Regions from separate parts of the Mus musculus genome. Here region 2 is linked to region 1. Evidence: chromatin contacts called from public promoter capture Hi-C data. All regions are on one chromosome and are shown on one strand. Each heading gives the region's core, a stretch centred on a gene start, on an enhancer-like site or on the middle of the called end of the contact. The rest is flanking DNA. Distances are from core to core; before and after follow the strand shown.

Region 1 (2,778 bases), core at 118-2,617:
CCCCCCTTCCCCTCGAGTGTATTGTGTGGGGGAGAGAATACAGGCAAATTCAGGAGGATGAACATCTGACGCTGGTAGCAGCAGCAATAGTGGGTATCTAAGAATGAACATGGAACAAAAAAAAAACAACACAACCGTCCAGAGGTAGTTTGTGAACAGAGGAGAAGATGGAACCAGAACCATGGGGGGCAGGGAGGAGCGAAAAGGAGGGGGCGGCAAGGCTAGCTCCTTAGTGCCCTGCGGGAGGAAGGAACAGCCTAGAGTGGACTGGGGGAGGCGTGTTGGTGCCCGTTTGCCTTTGGTGGAGGCGAGAACAGGCCCTTACTCTGGAGATGGGCGGTAACCCCATCTGTCTAGTCTCAGGTGAGAACATTAAAGTGGGTGGAGCCAACATCATCCTACTTCCTGTTGTCAAGGGGCTCAGCCAACCCAGTGCATGATCTCTGTAGGGTGGGGCAGGAGGGGCTGAGAAACCCACCCGGTGATACTTTGGTGGGGACATGCTGGGATCTAAGCATCCCCTGCCCTGACCACACTGCTGCTGCTAGGTCAGCCACTGGGCCTTGTCAGAGTGAGATGGGGCCGGGGCCCCTTAAGGCCAGGGAATGCTCCCAGGACCCTCTACGGGGAAGCCAGGAACAGCAGGGCAGAAGGGACCCGCAAAACAAAGCGCCCAGAGAGCCACGGCTCTGAGGGAGGTGCGCAGCAGGCCGGGCTGCGGCTAAATGGGAAGTTAGCCTTGTCAGGATGGGGCAGGTGTGTTCGGGAGGAGGGCACAGGGACTGAGCCGAATCCTGCTCCCTTGGGTGCTGCGGAGCAGAGCCTGCAGCTGGTGCCTGGTGCGGTAGTGTGCAGTGGGGGCGGGGAGGGGCCTGGGAGCAGGGCTTCCAGTCCCAGGGGACAGCTGCTCCTCAGTGGCTATGGAGCAGGCGGCACTGCGAGTGGTGATCACTGCTCCTCCTCAGAGGACTCCTGGGAGATGCCCTCCTCTTCCTCCTTCTCCAGTTTCTTGGGTCTGCCCCTTGGTTTCCTCCCTGGAGCTGTGGTGACTTTCCGGGTCTTGGCGGCGCCCTTATTCTTGCTTCCCTTTGGTCGGCCCCGAGGTCTCTTCGGAGTTGGCACTTCACTGGGCTCTTTCTGACTCCCGACCAGCGCCGTCCCAGGACTCACCGGAGGCTGCTTGCGTGGCCTGCCCCGGCCTCGCTTCTCAGTCCCATCCTTTTCCTGCTTGGAGGCCAGGGGCTGGCTGGACTTTGAGCCCGACTCGCTCATTCTCCTTCTCTATGTGTGGGGCAGCACACAGTGAGTGCCTTCTTGGAGCCGCGCCAACACCAGAAATAGCCCCGACTCGGAGTCCCAATTAGAGGCGACTCTTGTAAATCTAAGCATGGATTCTGGGGTTTCCTGCCCCAGTTGCAAACCCTGAGTACCTCTGTGCATCTCCTCTTCTCTGAGCAGAGACCTGGTTCTTTGGAGCCAGTTAGGAGTAATCAGAGAATATTGTGCACCTCAACCCGTGTCTGGCGATTGTTTGAGGTGTGCTGAGGGTCTCTTGTCTTGTGTGTCAGGGTTCATGGAACAAGTACTCACGATCCAGTGAGTCATAGCAGGTCACACGACATCTGGGCCGGGCAGGAGGCTCAGATGCCTCATGGACAGCCCTGGGGAGGAGGTGTGCTCAGACTGCCGCCTTTCCCTTGCTCAGTCCAGGCTCTGCACTGAGACCGTGTGAGTCGCTGAAAGGAGGCAGCTGTACTTCCAGTGCTCTATAGTGCAGGGACAGCAGTACCCTTCCCCTGAGCATTCCTCCGCACTGGTCAGAAGGGTGCTCTGGGACCTTCCTGTGGCTCAGGGGACAGCATACACAGTGGGGGCCCGGAGCCCAATCATTTGCTGCTGCCTGGCAGTTTCCTCATAGCTAACAGGGACAGATCATGCCTGCTCACTGTGTCCTTGATCCCAGTCTGAGCAAACCACCAAGTCCTATAGCCAACCTCCAGGTGGCACTGAATACTGGTGTCTGGCCTGATCTATCCAGTAAGATCAAAGCCCTTCCCCTTCTATGACAAAAGCTGTGGATTGTGACCAACCTGCTGTCTGGTGGCCATCGGAACTCCTGGGAAATGGTGGCCTTTCAGGGATGCCAGTTGGCCACCAGGCAGGAGGAAGTGGTTTACCAGGAAGGGAGCATCAAGCTCCAACGTCTTGGGAAGACAGTCATCTGCTAGCTTCGCCCTTAGGAGCGCATTTCTCCTAAGATGTCTTCACCCTCCACAGCTCCTGCTCTATCTCCTGTCACCTATGTTGTCTGAAGACTTCTCTATCCAGAGTCATGTGCTGAGCCCTAACTACAACATTATGTGAGGACTGTTGTATAACAGTTTCCTTTGAAATTAAAACACCCCATCCTGCATGGAAGTTCCTTAAGTAGGGATGCAAACAACTCATATAGTTTCAGGAAGTTCCTGAAACTGACCAATTTCACAAGATCCCTTGCTGTCAGGGTAAGCAACAAAAGCTGAGAGTCTCTCTCAGACAAACCAAGCAGCAAAGAAGAAAGACTGCAGATCAGAGCCCAGAAGACGCAAAAGTCAGCTGAGTTACCTACCTACTGTCGTCATCTCCACTCCGAGCCGGTGGTGACAAGAACGACACAGGCACCAAGTCGGGTTCATGCAGCAACATCTTTACTTCAGGCTCTTTCTTTTACAGCTCTCTTCCCCAGCAGCTTCTTCTTAGGGGAAGGGCTAAACTACTCACTACTCTACTACTACTCAC
Region 2 (2,778 bases), core at 95-2,594, 34 kb before region 1:
CCAAAAAAAAGAAGAGGGCATTGGAAACCATAAGACTATAGTTACAGACAGTTGTAAGCTGCCTTGTGGGTGTTGGGAACTGACCTCAGGACCTCTGGAAGAGCAACTAGTACTCTTAACCTCAGAGCCATCTCTCCTGCCCCTCTTATTTACTTTATTTATTTTTTATTTTATTTTTCGAGATAAGGTTTCTTTGTGTAGCCCTGGCTATCCTGAATTAGCTCTGATCTAAATCAGGCTGGCCTCCAACTCACAGAGCTGCTCCTGCCTCTGCCTCCTGAGTGCTGGGATCAAAGGTGTGGTGTCACCACCCAGCTTCCTGTCATTTCCTTACAAGGCAGAAAATTAAAGTATCATAAATGGCTTGAGTAATGCATATATATTACATTATATCATTATACCGTTATACATGTATCATTATACATACATATATCATTATAAAGTATGTATCAGCAATTGTTCCAAGGCTGGAGAGCAGGACTCAATGGTTTGTGGAGTTGGAAGTCTGACCACAGAGGGAAAGGCTGGAAGCATGTGAGTTGCACGATACAAACTCTGGATTCTGAAAACTCGAGGTGCATGGAAGCAGTGTAGAAGGATTAAAGAGTGGTCAAACAACTCAGACATGGCGGTTCAGGCCTTGAATTCTGTGTTGGGAGGCAGAGTCTGGTAGATCTCTCTCAGTGAAATACATCACTACTATTAAAACAGTAACAGTTTACGGCCATAGTTTGGTTTCCTGTTTAAAATACCCTGACAAAAAGAACTTAGGAGAGAACTTTTTTTATTTTTGTTTTTGAGAGCTGGGGAGGGTTTCTCTGTATAGCCCTGGCTGTCCTGGAACTCACTCTGTAGACCGGGCTGGCCTCGAACTCAGAAATCTGCCAGGCCTCTGCCTCCTAAGTGCTGGGATTAAAGGCATGAGCCACCACTGCCCGGCCCCATATCTCTTTATGCATGTTCCTTCCCTCTAGCAAGCGACTCATTACTCGACAAAGGCCTGGCCTGCTGTAGCCTTTTCTACCCAGGATCTGAAGTAATAATTCTTTATCTCGTTTCCTATTGTGGTGGTGTACTAAATTTACGTCTTGTGTCTGCAGAACCAAGGGCTGCTCCTGGATTGCGGAGGTGGGTTGGGGGATAGAGGTGGGAGGAAAGGCCTCCGAGTGCCAATTGTCTGGAAGGGACAGCGTGACCCCGGGCATGCGCAGTCTGTTCTTGCTCAACTCTCTCGTTTCCACAAGGCCGGTCCCTTCAGCGCTGAGCTGCAGTTTCCGAGGACTTTATTTTTTGCTGCACCGCAGACGGTGCGGAGCGCCTGGCAGTACGCTTCCGGCTCCGGCACTTCCGGCGGCGTTGCGCTGAGTCTGAGCCACGGCGCTTGGCGGCTCCCGCCGCCTTCGTGCGGGTCCTGCTGGCGGCGCCGCGGGTCAGGCAGAGGCTACGGGGCCTTGTGTGCCCCTTTCTTTGGAGCGTGCCCGCAGTCACAGACCTTCATCGAGCCCTGGCCAACTCCGACGGTGCGGGAAGTAGTCCTAGTTCAAGCCCCGTGGACGTCCGGTGGCGGTCTCGGGCCCCAGCCAGCCCAGGGGTTAGGTAGGGGCAGCTCAGGGGGCTCTGGGCCCGACCAGGAAAGGAGCCGTGGAGGCTGACGTGCTCGCTACTCTCCCAACCCAAGATCCGAGGCGGCGTCAGGCCTCGTGCAGCCGGGTGGTCTCAGCTGTGCAGGTCCCACAGACCTGTTCATCCTCCACACCCGCTGCACCAGGCTGGCGTTTAAGGGGAGAAGGTCCAGAGAGGGTGAGTGGTATGTCAGGGTCACTGCCAGAAAGGTGGAGGGAGGGCACCTCAACCCTGTGCCTACGGATACCTCTCTTGTTTTCACCGTGTTCTTGGGAGAGCCGACAGCAAAAGCTGACGAGAGCGGTCAGCTCCTGGAGTTGAACTTCGTACCCTCCTGGGGTATGATGGTATACCATGGCTGAAATGAGCGCTTGTTCCTCTTCTGCCCTTAGTGTGGAGAGGATGCCCAAACTGCAGGGTTTTGAGTTTTGGAGCCGCACCTTGGGGGGTGCCCGACATGTGGTGGCACCCATGGTGGACCAGAGTGAGCTAGCTTGGAGACTTCTGAGCCGCCGCCATGGAGCCCAGCTATGCTACACCCCTATGCTACATGCCCAGGTCTTCGTTAGAGATGCTAACTACCGCAAAGAGAACTTGTATTGTGATGTGTGCCCCGAGGACAGGCCTCTCATTGTGCAGGTGAGCTGAGGGACTGGGTAGCACCTAAGCTCCAGACCCTGTATATAAGGACAGCATTCCCAAGCTGTCCCTGTCATATACATATAACCCAGGAGAAGGGTCGGGGTCCCTGAAGTCCTGCATGACACATGCTGCTGAGTGGGCATCCCCAGAACTGGGAACTAGCCAGAGTCCCGGTGAAGGGGCAGCTTGGAGGACGTGAGGAGTGTAGCACCAGTGTCACCTTGATCCTTCTCCGTCTCAGTACCCTCCTGTCGAGAACCAACAGTTCTTTACAAGTCTGTGCCAGTGGCTTCTGTTACATGTCATTATAGCTCATATTCCTAGTGGTTGTCATATTGTCAATGTCGGTGGAAAGACCATAGCTCACTGAGTCACCATGGGATTCCTCACAGGGCTGGGTGGCCTAGGCAGGGAGAGTCCTAGGCCTGGGCTGACCGAGGGTGGCATTCGTGTCTTCTTCAGTTCTGTGCCAATGACCCAGAGGTGTTTGTCCAGGCGGCTCTCCTAGCACAA

What was found. Capture Hi-C pulls out chosen DNA fragments and counts their contacts.
Region 2: a contact with region 1 is called in a promoter capture Hi-C map of adipose tissue. The contact joins the promoter of Dus1l here to the promoter of Hmga1b in region 1. A contact is called at or near these places in 1 of 39 promoter capture datasets (embryonic stem cells), 1 of 15 datasets of contacts at CTCF or cohesin (embryonic stem cells), 1 of 484 Hi-C or Micro-C datasets (liver), 6 of 115 datasets of contacts at active chromatin or transcription factors (double positive thymocytes, embryonic stem cells, microglia and 1 more) and 3 of 9 other capture datasets (adipose tissue, liver and pancreatic islet).

Annotation. Positions count from the first base shown.
Region 1 is chr11:120,761,383-120,764,160 of GRCm38.p6, reverse strand. Hmga1b (high mobility group AT-hook 1B) reads right to left here and starts at 1,367. Exons shown (of 2, transcript NM_001166477.1): 1 at 1,171-1,367; 2 at 1-1,137. The coding sequence starts at 1,272. The coding sequence ends at 949.
Region 2 is chr11:120,794,961-120,797,738 of GRCm38.p6, reverse strand. Dus1l (dihydrouridine synthase 1-like (S. cerevisiae)) reads left to right here and starts at 1,344. Exons shown (of 14, transcript NM_026824.4): 1 at 1,344-1,596; 2 at 2,016-2,262; 3 at 2,728-2,778. The coding sequence starts at 2,026.